Linked DNA regions of Mus musculus: regions 1, 2 and 3 are each linked to region 4. A link is a contact called in public Hi-C, HiChIP or PLAC-seq and Micro-C data. All regions are on one chromosome and are shown on one strand. Each heading gives the region's core, a stretch centred on a gene start, on an enhancer-like site or on the middle of the called end of the contact. The rest is flanking DNA. Distances are from core to core; before and after follow the strand shown. Region 1 overlaps Fbxo42 (F-box protein 42). Region 2 holds the start of Cplane2 (ciliogenesis and planar polarity effector 2). Region 3 holds the start of Efhd2 (EF hand domain containing 2). Region 4 holds the start of B330016D10Rik (RIKEN cDNA B330016D10 gene).

Region 1 (3,799 bases), core at 986-3,485, 380 kb after region 4:
AAGGAGCTTCACTGTCTCGTGGTCCACAGAAACATGAGTCCCATGCTTCCAAGGGCATACTTGCTGACTCAGCCCCGGACACAGGGGTGGCAGGTCCTTTCCTTGGCAACTGTATGTGCCGCACCAATTCACATAGCTTCTTTCTCTCTTCCACAACCAGGTGCTCAGAGCTCCCGAGGACATGGACACATTTTGATGCTCTCAAGTTTTGGAATTTTTTTGTTTGTTTGTTTGTTTTCATTTTGTTTTCTGCTGGCTTAAAGCATTTCCCACATAACCACATTAACTCCAGAAACGAGGTTTTCATGAGCTGTTTAGAAAGACAAGTTCTTATCCTCACCCGTGTCAGACCTCTTCATTCCCCAAAGTGATGGGTCTTTTGGGAAAATTCACAATTGGAAGTCAAATCAATAGAATCAGAATGTGAAGACAGGCTGTTTTGCTGGGCCTCTTTGCTTTCTATGGGGCATCCTGATGAGCACTAGGTCAGACACGTCCTCAGAGCATCTACATGCTGGCCTCACCTCATAGCAGCAACTGGATCAAAATACACTGGAACGTCACTGAGTGCTCGGCAGTCTGCTGGCCAAAACTAAAAGCTTTTATGTCTCTTTGAGTTCTGAAGGTTTTGGGTTTCTGTTTGTTTGTTTGTCTGTCTGTCTGTCTGTTTGTTTTTAAAGAGGGGAGCAGAAAGAGTGGGGTGTTTGCTTGTCTGTTTGAGAATGCCAAGGTTTTGTTTGCCAGGTCACTGGCTGGCTACACCAGCTGCATCACTGCGCTCCAGCTTCAGTGAGAGACTCTCAAAACCGCAGTTGAATGGAGGGTGAAATGGATTAGCGGACAGGAGACACTTGACCCCAAACCTGACCACCTCAGTCCAGTCCCCAGAACCCACATGGTAGCAGGAAAAAGCCAGTTCCCACAAGTTTCTCGCCTGTCTCCACACACGCACAAAGAGCAAACAGACAGAAACAACTGCAATTCAGTTGATTTACTTAAATAAAATGCTGGCGAAGGTTTAGAACAGAATCTAGCTAGCTTGCTCTTCAGAATTTCAAAAGATTTTCATCATAATCACACAGATGCTGGGGAAGCTCGCTCGGGAAGCTCCCACCTCAGGTGTCAGTGTGAGCTGAAGACAACCCAGCTCCTGAGAATACAAACACTGCTGGACAAGAGATCTATACCCAATCATAACAGATTGTGCTAAGCCTTAGGAATACACTGCTGCCATTGCCACTGCCGCCGCCGCCACCACCACCACCACCATCATCATCACCATCACCACCACCACCATCATCACCATCATCATCTTTGTACCAAGTCAAATGCAAAGTTACAGAAACCGGAAAATTTCTAGAAGAAATTATTTTACTCTATTTTATGCAGTCAACAAGTATCAATGTACTTGACCTAAAACACTGTGTTCAGGGCTAGTGAGATGGTAAAAGTGTTTGCCATACAAACCAGACTACTTGAGTTTCATCTCTGGGTGCCATAGTGGCAAAAGCCAACTCTCAAAAGCTGCCCTCTGACATCCACTGTGGTGGGCATATACTGAAAACACACACACAAATTAAATTGTTGCGATTATTAGAATACTATGTTTGGATCTCACAAAAGGTACAAAAAGAGAATGTTCCCACTAAGAGCTAATAACACAGCCAGTGATGGTGGCTCAGGCTTTTAATCTCAGCACTGAGGAGGCAGAGGCAGGCAGATCTCTGTGAGTTCGAGGCCAGCCTGGTCTACAGAGTGAGTTCCAGGACAGCCAGGGCTACACAGAGAAACCCTGTCTCAGAAAACAAACCAAAACCCAGGAACATATAAGGAAGCAACAGCACAGGCAGTGTGTGATAAACTATGTGTGACGTCAAGCTTGAGCAGCCCAGCTGGAGAGGAGGGCCCACCCACCCACCCTCCACCTAGGTAAGACGCTGGAGGGATGTGCTGGACCCCACTCTGCTGACCAGGTAGGATCTCAGAGCACCGAAAGGGAAGGTAGGGATGGCAGGGTTTTAAACTACTATTTTTTAAACTGGTAATCTGCCAGTTAGAAAACCTGCACTAGAGAAAAGGGTAAAATACACTTGGCACTCAAACAGATGTTTTGACCACATGCATGATATTAAAATATCTTATCTATAGTAACAGAAGCTCGTAATTGGGAGACTCCTCTCCTGGCAGTCAATGATTTAACCAAAAGAAAAAGGTCTATGTTTTGGCCTTAACACTACTGCTGTACAGTTATAATTAGCAAACGGGGTCCCTCTGATACAGACACCACCGGATGGTTCTGTAAAGCATCCCATATTCAATAACAGATGTCAGCAGGAGGATTGTTTTCAGTGGTTAACATGTCTGTTACCCAATGAGGATTTCCTTTAATAAAACAGGAAATAAAGTATGCCCGCATGTTACCCATCAGCATTCTCTTGTTTGTTTGGAGAGGCCTAGAACTCTCTATGCAGCTTAGACTATCCTCGAACTTGTGATCCTCTTGCCCCAGACTCCAACGTGCTACAGTGTCAAGCAGAGTGGCACAAGGGCAAATCATACTTTTAGAAACACATATGTGTTATATGAGTGGATATTTCCTCTACAAGGTATGTCTATGTACCTACCACCTGTGTGCCTGGTGTCCCTTGTGTGGGCCTGATGCCTCTGGAGGTCAGAAGAGAGAGTCAGATCCCTTGGAACTGGAGTTACAGGCTGCATGAGCTGCAGTGAGTGTTAAGAACAGAACCTCCGTCCTCTGGAAGAGCAGCCACTGCTCTCAACCACAGAGCTTTCTCTCTAGTCCCAAATCACACCATTCTTTACAATGGTCAATACTCAATACAAGTACCTTAGGACTTACAAGGGGCTGTAGAAACAGGCTAGCCTCAAGGCCACCCACTCTCCTTGTCTGTATGTAGCAGTCAAAGGATTTGCTACCACTAAGTATAGTTTGGTTAACAAAGGGCACTGGTTTCAACAGTGATGATACTCTACATTCCAAACCATGCATTCTAGACTCAACTTTCTGTGCTTTGTACAAAATCACAATTAAACTATAATGCTTACAGTTCTGGTTTTTTAGACCTATATTTGTCTCCCTTATGCAGTATAGGGGCTTAAACTGGGGACCTGGTACATGCTATGAAACCACCACTAAGTCACATCTTCAGCCAAAACTGGGGACACTGGTTCTCTCCACAAGGTCTCGTATAGCCAAAGCCAGTCTTGAACCCATGATCCTCTGGACTTAGCCTCCAGAGGGCTGTGATTACAGGCTTGTTCCCCCCACACCTGAGAGCCAAATTTGAATTTGGTTTTAGTTAAATCTACTATTGATGGTGGCAGTGCACACGGGAGGTCAGAGGACAGTACCCTTCCTCCTCCATGAAGGCTGAGCTCAGGCTGCCAAGCTCATGTAGCAGACACCATTACTCAAGTCGCCATCACAGGCCCTGAATTTCTGTATCTAAGAAAAAACCTGATATAACTGTAACTTTAAACATAAGGCTTTGGTTGTTTAAAAAAAAAAAAAAGAACAAATCAAAAGGGAAGTTAGAAACAGTGCCTTTTTTTCTTTTTCAGACTTGGTCTCTAACCACTCCAGGCTAGCCTTGAACTTGTAACCCCTGTGTTTCAGCTTCCTGATTGCCTGTGCGACTATGTCCAGCTCTCCACATTATTCAGGCCTAGATCGTTAACAAAATTTAACTAACACTGTATTTTACTTTTTGTTTGTTTGTTTTTGTTTTTGTTTTTGTTTTTTCGAGACAGGGTTTCTCTGTGTAGCCCTGGCTGTCCT
Region 2 (3,746 bases), core at 551-3,050, 330 kb after region 4:
TTGGAACTCACTCTGTAAAACAGGCTAGCCTCAAATTCAGAACTCATACATTCGCCTGCCTCTGCCTCCCAAGTGTTGGTATTAAAGACATGTGCCACCACTTTCTGGTGTGATTTTTTTAAAAGATTTATTTATTATATATACTGTGTTCTCCCTGCATGTATGCCTGCACACCAGAAGAGAGGACTAGATCCCATTACAGATGGTTGTGAGCCACCATGTGGATGGTGGGAATTGAACTCAGGACCTCTGGAAGAGCAGTCAGTGCTCTTAACCACTGAGCCATCTGTCCAACCCCAATACTGTTACTATTCAATCTGGCTTTCTTATACATAAAAATATATCTTAGGCCAGGCAGTGGTGGCGCACACCTTTAATCCCAGCACTTGGGAGGCAGAGGCAGGTGGATTTCTGAGTTCCAGGCCAGCCTGGTCTACTGAGTGAGTTCCAGGACAGCCAGGGCTATACAGAAAAACCCTGTTTCGGAAAAAAATTAAATTAATTAAAAAAATATATATATATATTACAATTTCTTCTTTAATAGGGAAATATAAGCAAAAATATTTACAGCTACTACAAATAAATCCCCAAACCAACTCATTGGGATCTTTATGAGTTCTTAAAACTGCACAGCAGGAGCTGGAGAGATGGCTCAGCACAGGCTGCTCTTCCAGAGTTCAATTCTCAGCACCTACATGGATGGTGTCTCACACTGTTTCCTCTTCTGGTCTGCAGACATTCATGCAGACAGAGCCCTCATATACATAAAATAAATAAATAGAAAGTTGAATAGGCAGGACATGGTGTGGTGATGCGTGACTTTGATCCCAGCACTTAGAAGATAGAGGCCAGGTGGATCTCTGTGAGTTTGAGGTCAGCCTGGTCTACATAACCAGTACTGGATACACAACAATGAATACTGGCAACATAGTGAAACGCTTTCTGAAACAAGGTTGCAAGGTTGCTGTGCAAAGTGCCCAGCAGAGGGCATGACCCCAAGTGAGGGCTCAGTCAACAGCATCTCTGGTGACAGTTGCTGTTGGCAGGCATGGGCTGTTTCCAGGTTCCTGGCTCTGTTGGTGGAATTAGCTTTAAGGAGATTTGGGGAAGGGGGCCTGAGACTAGAGGCTAGAGGCGGCACCCAGGAGACCTCGATGGTCAGAAGTGCTGTGGGGCAGGTTCCACAGATCTGTTCCTGCCGCCCCAGGGAGTGTCAAGAGTGTACTAGTGGCACGTGGTGAGGTCTGGGGGACGGGGGTGGGGTGAGGTGGGGTGCCGCTTACCAAACTCCCGCCGGCGATTCTTGCGCAGGATGCAGGCTAAGTACTCCTTACCCTCGACCGTCTCATGCCAGTCTGGGACAATCACCGAACCGTGCATGGGAGGTCTGGCCATGCTTGAGTACGCCAGTAAGGTAAGGATGTGTCCGAATACTGGGAGTAGAAGTGGAGAGAGGGCCAACCATTATCGCAAGGCGACTCCGAGGTCCTTAATCTCTCTCTGGCTTTCCTTTGGAACCTGGATCCCCATCCCGAAGGTGCATTTCTATAGCCCCATCCTTCTACATTGCTCTCTGGGGAACTAACCCATCCTTGTCCTGGGAAGGTATTTCCACAAGTCCCCTCTGCCTTATCTCCTTCCGAGCCCCACTTCGCCTCTACCCCCTCAATTCCGACTCCCGGGACCACCAACCTTCACAGTCCCCGCCAGCAGGGTGACGATTTAAAAGCCCGCCCTTCTTTTCTGTCCTGCCAGCAGAGCCTGCTTCCGTCAGGTCAAGACGCTGACCACGAAGCGCATGCGCAGAAATGTTGCCATGGCGACGCAGGCGGAGGCGGGGCTCCTGAATTCCGGCGGGTCTTTGTAGGTTTTGCAAGGTCTGCAGCTCCTTCCCTAAGCAGGATCTTTCTTATTCGACTTTACCAATGTGAGCTCATATTTTCCTATCAAACATGATCATCTCCCCCAGAAAGGAGGCTTCATCAGTTTTCTGAGCCTCTTAAGTTTCCTTTTCTACAAAATGGATATTATTTCCTTTCTTTTTTTTCTTTCCCTTTCTCCTCCTCTTCTTCTACCTCCTCCTCTTCCTCCTCCTCTTCCTGCTCCTCCTCCTCTCTTTTCTCATCCCTCTCCTCCTCCTCCTCCTCCTCCTCCTCCTTCTCCTCCTCTTCCTCCTCCTCGAGACAGGGTTTCTCTGTATAGTAGCCTTTACTGTCCTTAAACACTCTCTGTAGATCAGGCTATCCTTGAATTCACAGAAACTCCCCTGCCTCTTAGTGCTGGGATTAAAGGCATGTGCTACCATGTCTGGCCATTTATTTATTTACCTTCACAGGGTTCTTTACAACCATGCTGGGCAGCAAAGCTCAGCAGGTTTAGTTCTTACGCTCCTGTTATTAACATCACAGCTCCATCAACCCTGCCCAGCAGGTCCAGAGTCAAATACCTCTGGATTGAGGCTTCAAGGGGCTTTGTAAGAGGTCTGAATAAAGAGCCATTTGTCTACTAATTGATTTATTCATTCTTGTCATTCAACAATGACCAAGCCCCAACTGTGTGCCCAGCATCTGGTTGGTGCTGGGAAGCAAGGGTGAGCCAGAAGTCCTGCCCTCGGACTGGATGCTCCGGCCCGGACCTGTGAGCAACCCCAAAGATGGCAGCTCAGGAAATGCCTGTGAGCTGCACAAGATGAGCGGGTGTTTGAGACACTCTGAGTGACGTCTGTCATCTTCACCAGCATCTCGAGCAGCGTCTTCAAGGAGGGCCAGCCACTGCTTTGCAAGGAATGAGTTAAGTAGACTCCGTGAGGGCCGCTTGCCCTGGAGTCTGTGGACACTCATCTCTATATAAACAGCTTCATGTCTTTGCTACTCCAGATGAGGTAGCTGGAACACACCTCGTCAGTGGAAAAACAGACTCAGAAGCCTGGGTTACCTGACTCTAAAAACATGTTATCTATCCGGCCAGACTGGGTTCTGGGTTTTCAAGACTTCACCCTCGGCACCTAGGAGTGCTAGTGAAGTCAATAGCAGCAAGGAGGTCACAGACCCACGGAGGCAGACGGAGGTGGGCAAGGGAGGAGGGTGCAAGAGAGGGTGCTTCGGTCCCTGCCTTACGAGGCAGCAAGGCTGTGCAAGAGGAAACCATTTCTACTGGAGTCTGTGGCTGGACGGAACCCATTGCACATGCTCCTGAGATGAGGCCCTTTCTGTAGTGGCAGAGATCTGTCAATCACAGACCAGAAAGATTTAGATCTGAGTCGTCTTTGGGCTTCTAGACTTCATACCCAGCCTCGCCAAGGTCTGGTTTGAATCTTGGAAATCTCTAAATGAATCTGCACATTTAATGCTTGCACTGTAATGCTCTGATAGCACTGCATAGACTGGGGGCTCAAACAACGGACAAGTGTTTCCGTGGAGGCTGGAATAACCGACCTCACTGCCGGGTTGGTTTCTGCCACTGCCTTCTCCATGTGTAACAACAACATGGCCTCTTCTCTGCTCGGTCCTCTGCTGCTATTTCCTATTTTTGGAGACAAGCTCTCACTGTGTACTCTAGATTGGCCTGGGGAACTCCTGGTCCTTTTGCCTCAGCCTCTTGGGTGCTAGAATTACAAGTGTGTACCGCCATAATGGTGTCTGCTGCTCACACACACCCTCTCTTGTTTTTGTTTTATACACACACACACAATTATACACAGGGTCTCACTATGCAATCTTGGCTAGTCTGGAACTTGCTACGTAGAC
Region 3 (3,934 bases), core at 579-3,078, 330 kb before region 4:
CCATGCTTCTGAAAGGCTGAGCAAGGTATAACTACAGATTTCTTCTGCATCCATTATACTCTTTCAAATACCTTTTCCTTCAACAATGTTTGTGAACACATCAACAGTTACTGATCAGGTGTCTTCCTCTAAGCATCATCCTGTGGCAGCCAGCAGCTTCTCTGGTCCCCTCTGTTTTCACAGTGTCACTTTTTAGCTTGTGCTTTCCAGGTCTTCTGTACCCTGCCTCTGGGAGTGGGCAGTATCTGGGTACCCAGCATTGCCCTGTTATCTTAGTGATGCATCTGTGTCGGAGACTCTTGACTCCAAAGAGCAAGGCTTCCCCCAGGTGCTTGTGAAAAGCAGCTTTTTGGATCCCAGTGACAAAGGACAGGTCTGTCAGTCTAGGTAGAGCCTGGAAATCAGCATTATGGCTAGTGACCTTGCAGTTGATGCCAGAACACCATAGCTTTGAAGGTTTAAGAGTTTGTTACCGCCGGACAGTGCACGCCTTTAATCCCAGCACTTGGGAGGCAGAAGCTGGCGGATTTCTTGAGTTCGAGGTCAGCCTGGTCTACAGAGTGAGTTCCAGGACAGCCAGGGCTACACAGAGAAACCCTGTCTCAAAAAACAAAACCCCCAAAAGAAAAACAAACAAACAAACAGAGTTTGTTATCTGTCTATCTATTATCTATCATCTATCAAGGAGGGAGTCTTACTATAGAGCCCTGGCTATCCTGGATGTAGACCAGGCTGACTGAACTCAGAGACTGGCCAGAGATTTACTTTAGTTTTAAGTCTGTGTGTGTGGGGGAGGGGTATATATGCTCATGAGTGCAGATGCATAAGCAGGCCAGAAGAGGGTCTAGGATCCCTGGTGCTGGAGTTACAGGCCTTTCGTGACTTGCCCCTCTCTACCCGGACCCTACACGGATGCTAGGATGTCAGTCCTCCACAAGAGCAATAACCACTCTTAATAACTGAGCCTTCTCTTCAGACCAGCTTTGCTGTTCTTGAAGTGACAGACTAGATGACAGAGACAAATTCTCTCTGAGCTCCTCCTTTCCAGCTCCCCCCATTCCTGACGCTTTGGGGAGGAGGTCACCCCTCTGGGATCCCCATCAAAGAGGCAACATGGAGATCTCTCTGAAATCCCTCTGAGGTGGAGAGTCCCAGGCATCCGCCGGATCAGGCAGCTATTGTGCTGAATCATCGTGTAACAGGACGACCCCCTTCCCCTTTCCCAGTTCTTTGGGGACCTTGAGAACTGGTAGGGTGCCATCTCCCTCATAGCAGCTACCCCACTTTTGAATGACGCCAGTCATGATAGCCCTGGAGACAGTCTCAACTGGGCTCCAGTGCTAGGGTCCACCTTCTTCAGATTCCTGCCACCTTATCAAGAACGCCCAGCGGTTCACTACCAGTGGTCTCCATGGCAACCGACAGGGTGTCAGAGACACAAACCCCTTTCAGAGAACGGGTTGAGAGCCGCGCCCCTCTCCAGTCCCTGAACACACAGCCACCTCCTGCGAGCGGACCCTCTTCCCTCCCGAAGGGTTGGGACACCCCCTTCCCAGGTTCCTTCCAGAGGGCTCCTGGGACTCAGCGTCACCCAGAGGTCATCAGAGAGAAGTTGATGGTTTTTCACTGTGGGGGAGGGAGGGGAACGATGATGAGGAGCTGGGGAGCGGAATGCACTTGACCCCCCTACCCCCCTCCGGGGATAGAGAAGGACCCGGCACGCGGCAAAGGCGGCGGGAGCCAGCCCGGGGGCGGGCGGTCCCCTAAGTCCCACCTTCAGGGCGGCGCCTGGCGGCGGGGAGTGTCAGGAAGAGGAAGAGCGCGGCCGGGAGCGCGGCGCAGAGCAGGGGCCCGGCCGAGGCAGCGCTGCGCGGGCCACCATGGCCACGGACGAGTTGGCCAGCAAGCTGAGCCGGAGGCTGCAGATGGAGGGCGAAGGCGGCGAGGCGACGGAGCAGCCGGGGCTCAACGGGGCGGCGGCGGCGGCGGCGGCCGAGGCTCCCGACGAGACTGCCCAGGCGTTGGGCAGCGCGGACGACGAGCTGAGCGCCAAGCTGCTGCGGCGCGCGGACCTCAACCAGGGCATCGGCGAGCCACAGTCGCCCAGCCGCCGCGTCTTCAACCCCTACACCGAGTTCAAGGAGTTCTCCAGGAAGCAGATCAAAGACATGGAGAAGATGTTCAAGCAGTAAGTGCCCCTGCACCCGGTTCCCCACCACCCTAGACCCGGCCTCGGGCCCTAACCTCCCGTATCCCCAATTAGATTCCCCCAGAACCCCGTCTCACCAGGGTGGGGAACTCTGCTGCTTTTCTAAAGAGCCACGAGGCTTCCAGACCCACCACCCCAGCACGCAAGTGGATCTGGGGAGCTCCCGTTCCTGACATGTGACCCCTCCTCCTGGTGATACTGCCCTCGGAATAGCCCACGCGGATTGGGGGCTCCCTGAGGTTCCTTCCAGATAATCGCAGGTCCCCAGCGAGTCACTACCACCACACAGGGTACCGACCTCCTTCCCACTGTTAATGTTACTGCACCCACCACCCTACACCCAAACATATCGAGAAAGGGAGAAAGGGCCGGTGGCTTCCCTTCCGCTCCGTCCTAACTACTGGACTCCCTACCCCCACCGCAATAAGGCAACCCTACTGCCTCTTAAGGGGACATTCCCCCCGGCACCCATGCCAGACTTGTGCCTTTTACTGGGTCCTTTAATTTCTTCTGCTTAGTTATGGACTCTCTCCTACTAGGTTGGGTCCACAACCCCCTCCCCCCAACACACACACACACACACACACACACACACACACACCCTCAGCTATACTATGTTTACTTACTGTGGGTGAAAACTCTTCAGGCCTTTCCATTCCCGCCCACCCTGTTGACCAGGTTCCATTTCCTTAACACTGTGCGGTCTTGCTAGGGAAGGGCTCCTCTGTCCCTGTCCCCCAGTCTACAAACATGTAACTCCCCTATCATCAGGACAGAGTCCCCTGGGACTTAGCCCCTCTTCATACACTGTGAGTCCACCTTCCTCCCCTCCCTCCCTTCTCCCCCATTACCCCGCCCCCCCACCTCGAACCCCTTCACTCCGTGGTTGTGCAGTGGTGACTCCCCTGCCCTTTATCAGAAGGCAGCCCTCTTCCCCAGTGACAGTTCCTCCCTTCCCAGACAATCCCTGGAGCCCATTCTCTCTCTATGTGCCCTGCCTAGGGTCTCCAACCCCTGCCTTCTACTTTCTATGATTCTAAGCTGTACCCTTACCAGATTAGGATGTCCCCAAGACCTGTGGGCTCAGCCATTCCACACCCCCACAAAATCCAGCAATATGGAGATGGGGGAAGAGTACCCATAGGGGTAGAGAAGATGCAAGTGCCCCTCCAAAGGACCGGCCTCCCGTCTTCCTAGTAAGCCACCTATGTTCCTGGAAAGGAAATGGTCCTCCAGGCACCAGGCTGGAGCGGATCCCAGAGGGGACCAAACCACAGAAGCTGAGCTTGGGGTGGGGTACGCAGGGAATCCCAAAGCAGAAGACAGCCAGCAGATTGAGAGCCCCAGCCACACCCCACGGACAGTGCCCAGACACCCATCAGGAAGCCCGGAAAGGGGGCGTTCCCTCCAACCAGGGTCCAGAGAGGATTTTCCCATGTCCCACTTCCTTCCACACCCACAGCCAGTCCTCATAGGGAAAGAGGACGTTAGGTCCCAGCTATGGGTGACTAGAAGCTTCCTGATGCCGCTATAATGCACCCCCCAAACTTCTACATGGAGGTTCCAGGGCAAGAGGATACCCTCTGACTTCAGTCTCCACTGACTGACCAGGCTAGAACGGCAGGAATCCACACTCCTTGCTTTTGAACCTTAGGGCAACGGTGACTTCCAGGTTGATCCACCCTGTGGATTCCAGAGAGTTACTTAGGTGTCATAGATCTCTGC
Region 4 (3,531 bases), core at 404-2,903:
TTTCAGACTATTTATGTAATCTTAAAGACACAGTATACAGTTTTATAACTACCAAGCCCACCTATTCATGAAATTTGAAATCGAAACGCTTCTGCTAAATTTCTCTCATCTGGCAGTCATCAAAATCCCGATTGGTTCCTTCAACATGTTTTGACCTTTTCAGTCTGTCATCATAAGCTTTACCCCACTATTACAGAAAACATAAGCAGTCGCCATAATTACACATAGTGAGAAGACAAAAAAAGAGGTTTACTGTAGCCAAGACACAAATAGATGAGTCAGGACGGGCTGGTTCCTTTATGATACCAGGCTTTTGTGAAGAAAAACCACGTCAACCATTAGGGGGAAGAAAACTGCACAAAAGCTGGAAGTCAAATTTAGCAGCGTTTTTCAAGTTTTCTGGGTTTGCGAAATAGTGCCAGAATTTTCAGCATTACACACAACTAAGATTCGCATTTTTAAATATTCCTCAAGAAGACATTTGCTTTTTCGGAAAGTGAAAGGGCGATGGATGTCAGGCACGTATTTTATTATTTATTTTTAATAAACTCATAGCTTTTTGAAAATAAGTGGAAGTTAAATCGACAGAAGAAAGCCATCACAGCATATTTATTGTTCAGGCTTCTGGGTCAGGGAGAATGGGCCCTGAAAGCCTTGTGCTCCGAGGGCCAGCCAATGGAAGCCGAGCTCTCAGCGCTCCTCCACCTCGTGGGCTGCACGAGCCCCGCCTCCTGGTGCTAGGTTCCGCGGAGTTTCGGCACCTTTGTTGCTTTCGGGACCGAACTTGACTTTGTTTGCAGAGGTGGAGGATGCCGAGCCCGGTTCGCCCGTAAGCCGCTTCCCACGGCGGCGATTTAAGTTTCCCCACGCAGGATGTCATCCCTCGCACGGGGGGACACACCCCGCTTCCGATGGGCTCCCGGATCCCGCACGCCCTGGGGCTGCCTCTCCCGGTTCACACGCTGCTGCTGCTGCGGCGCCGGCGGCGGCTGCAGAGCCCGAGGGGCCTCGCGACCCCCAGGCGGAGAACAAAGGGGGCCGGGGCCGCGCCCGCCGCCGGCCACGCCCATCGCGAGCCGCGGGGCCGCGCCCCGAGCCCCTCCCCCGCCCCCGGGCCGCGCAAAATGGCGGCCGCGCTACAAAATGGCAGCCGGGCGGGCCGTGGCGTGGGGACGCTGTCCCCGCGCGCGGCCGGGGTTCCTTCCCACGCTGTCCATGAGCTCGCGCGCGTGTGCGCGTCACATCCCCGTGAACCCCGGGGGCCCCCCGAGTGTAGACGGGCAGGTCAGAGCGCACACGGGAGCGGAGCTAAGGAGGACGGGGTTCGGGGACCCCTGACCTAGCGCCTCCCTGCCACTCCCAAGCCCCGGCGGCTGCGCCTCCATCTTTTCAATGTCCCCGCCATTCCGCGTCTCCCAGTCCGCTCCCTTGTCCCCACGCTTCCTCCTTGGATGGGAGTGTGTCGTCGGTCGTGGGCTCGGCTAAGGCCGTGTACTTTTTGTTGGGACTTTTCGCTGTCTTCTCTCAGAAAATGGCTCGCTTTCCATTCATCCCCTCAGGTTCCCTTTGTAGCCCTCTTTCCAGAAACTTCTCAGGGTAGCTCGGCCAGCAGCGGCGGCGAGCTCCGCGGCCTTCTCCACCCTTCACTGTCATCCCACCCCGCGCATGCGCCTGGCGGCGGCGGGCCGCGGCCCAGGCGCGCGCCCGGGAGACTGTGAGAGTGGCGCGGGCGCGCGCGGGTCCGCGGGGGCGGTGCTCTCTCACAATGGAAAGGTTGCCTCCCCCTCCAACGTTTCCCTCCGCGGCGAGCGCAAGCGCACTCGGGCGACCTCGCGTTCCTTGGAGGGGCTGGGAGGAGGGAGAGAAATGGGTGGCCTTGCCGCGCGCGTGCGCAGTTCGGCGCCGTGCATTTTTTTTTTTTTCCGCGTTGCCTGTGTGATGAGAAGTGGATCTGAGGACCTTCTTGTCCTGTCCTCCTTTCTCAACCCCCCCTCCCCCCCCCCCCAGTCTCGAAAACGGGTCCCTCCGGCTTGGAGGCAGGCCGGACAAAGCCGAGGCAGTGGGGTCGTCTTGCCCACCCTCTCCCGATCCACGTTTGAGAGTTTCCCGATGGACCTGGAGACCCTGCAGGCCCCGGGTGTTGGGCTGCCGCATTGTTCTCGCCTGGAAAGCGGAGGCGAAGGTGCCCTTGCTGGCGGGCCGCGTGTGCAGACGGAGCTCGCCGGGCCGCTCGGGTTCCCTTCGCCGTGGGCTTGCGCCGCGGTGACCACAGTGACCGCGATCGCACTTCCCAAGAAGTGTAGTGGAAAGGACTGTCAGGGCTGTGGGTTCCTGGGGGTGGGGGGCGGGGAAACTAAGAAACCCAAAACCCCACTTGTCATGGAGCCCACCTATGTGAACCCAGAGTTTGAAGGGCAGCCAGAGAAATTGCCTCTCGGGTTATTAGTGTGGGGCGGAGTGTGAGCCAGGAGTCTCCGTGAAGAAAGCACGCTGGTTGTGACAGCCCCACGTCGGGGAGACCCCAGGCTGCCCTTGGCCCTGCTGCTCCCCGGCGTGGGGTGGCGTGGGGGTGGCGGAGCGGCCTGCAGGTGTGTGAGCGCCCTTGACCTCTGTGAGGTCACCCGCCCGGGCTCTGGGCGGAGCCGGATCCGCCTTCCCGGTGGGAACCATGAGCTGGTGACCGGTTCCTCCCGGAACCATTAGTGTGGAAAGCCAGGCTAGAGGTAGAATTCTAGCAAAGCTGTAATACACGGGTTGCAAATGAACACTGAGTCATACAGTCTGTAAATTTGGAGAATCCCTGCCGCACGTTTCTCTGAACAGAAATTATATTTAATAGGGTCTTTCAAATCATTTTTCCACCAGTAGGAAAATAAAGCAAATACTGAGTTGGTTTTTTTAAAGTGTCCTAAAACATTAAAAAAAATTTTGGGGGGATTACATTGTTGAATAACTAGGATTTTTAGAAATATCCTTTACCATTTTTGTTTTGTTTTGTTTTTTAAGTTAGCTGCTCACAATGTAGCTCTGGCTGGCTGAGCTAGGCTGGTCCCTCCTCCAGGTGTTGCAAGTACCAAACTGATCTTAAGGGGAAATGTCCTTTCAGTGCAAGGTTTTTAGGACGAAGAACAACAACAACAAAGAAAAGAAAGAAAGAAAAAGAAGGGCTCTGTGTTAAAATTCAGATGTGTAGAGGTGGGGAAAACACCAGATTTAGGGCGTTTTTTTTTTTATTTACCTTTCTGAGCATTGGTGTTTTGCCTGCATGTATGTTTTTGTGAGACGGACAGATGTTGAATTTAGAGACAGTTGTGAGCTGCCATGTGGGAGCTGGGATTTGAACCTGCATCTTCAGGAAGGGCAGTCGGTGCCCCTAACCACTGAGATTCATCGAGCCCCTATTTAGGGCGTTTTGTCAGTGAAATTGTAAGAGATAACTCTCACTGGATGGGTGTGTGTTTTTTTAAAGTATTTTGAAATTCATCTAGACTCTTCAAAGAAAGTTATCTTCAGACATTTTTGCAGCCTTCA

What was found. Hi-C and Micro-C count contacts between places; a contact is called where the count stands out from the background. HiChIP or PLAC-seq counts read pairs in DNA pulled down with a chosen protein or histone mark.
Region 1: a Micro-C map of the G1E-ER4 cell line shows a contact between it and region 4. The contact joins the enhancer-like site here to the promoter of B330016D10Rik in region 4. A contact is called at or near these places in 7 of 39 promoter capture datasets (the C10 cell line, the HPC-7 cell line, cranial neural crest and 4 more), 3 of 484 Hi-C or Micro-C datasets (the G1E-ER4 cell line and natural killer cells) and 3 of 115 datasets of contacts at active chromatin or transcription factors (embryonic stem cells, memory CD8 T cells and microglia).
Region 2: an HNF4G HiChIP or PLAC-seq map of pancreatic cancer cells shows a contact between it and region 4. The contact joins the promoter of Cplane2 here to the promoter of B330016D10Rik in region 4. A contact is called at or near these places in 2 of 484 Hi-C or Micro-C datasets (CD4 T cells and memory CD8 T cells) and 5 of 115 datasets of contacts at active chromatin or transcription factors (bone marrow-derived macrophages, cardiomyocytes, extraembryonic endoderm stem cells and 2 more).
Region 3: a Hi-C map of natural killer cells shows a contact between it and region 4, with 4 times the contacts expected there. The contact joins the promoter of Efhd2 here to the promoter of B330016D10Rik in region 4. A contact is called at or near these places in 1 of 484 Hi-C or Micro-C datasets (natural killer cells) and 4 of 115 datasets of contacts at active chromatin or transcription factors (embryonic stem cells, memory CD8 T cells and pancreatic cancer cells).

What each region holds. Positions count from the first base shown.
Region 1 is chr4:141,160,192-141,163,990 of GRCm38.p6, reverse strand. The region is part of intron 1 of Fbxo42 (F-box protein 42); the gene reads right to left. Among named protein-coding and RNA genes, the nearest start is that of Fbxo42, 14 kb to the right of the region's middle. Within about 2 kb of position 2,235, at least 33 of the 459 cell types and tissues checked have an H3K27ac peak or open chromatin away from gene starts, as enhancers often do. A contact at or near this core is called in the G1E-ER4 cell line, erythroid cells and memory CD8 T cells, where this site is marked.
Region 2 is chr4:141,212,010-141,215,755 of GRCm38.p6, reverse strand. It overlaps Cplane2 (ciliogenesis and planar polarity effector 2), which reads right to left and starts at 1,800. Exons shown (of 6, transcript NM_001081174.2): 1 at 1,693-1,800; 2 at 1,284-1,433. The coding sequence starts at 1,395.
Region 3 is chr4:141,872,814-141,876,747 of GRCm38.p6, reverse strand. It overlaps Efhd2 (EF hand domain containing 2), which reads left to right and starts at 1,828. Exons shown (of 4, transcript NM_025994.3): 1 at 1,828-2,188. The coding sequence starts at 1,881.
Region 4 is chr4:141,544,284-141,547,814 of GRCm38.p6, reverse strand. It overlaps B330016D10Rik (RIKEN cDNA B330016D10 gene), which reads right to left and starts at 1,653. Exons shown (of 1, transcript NR_030695.1): 1 at 1-1,653.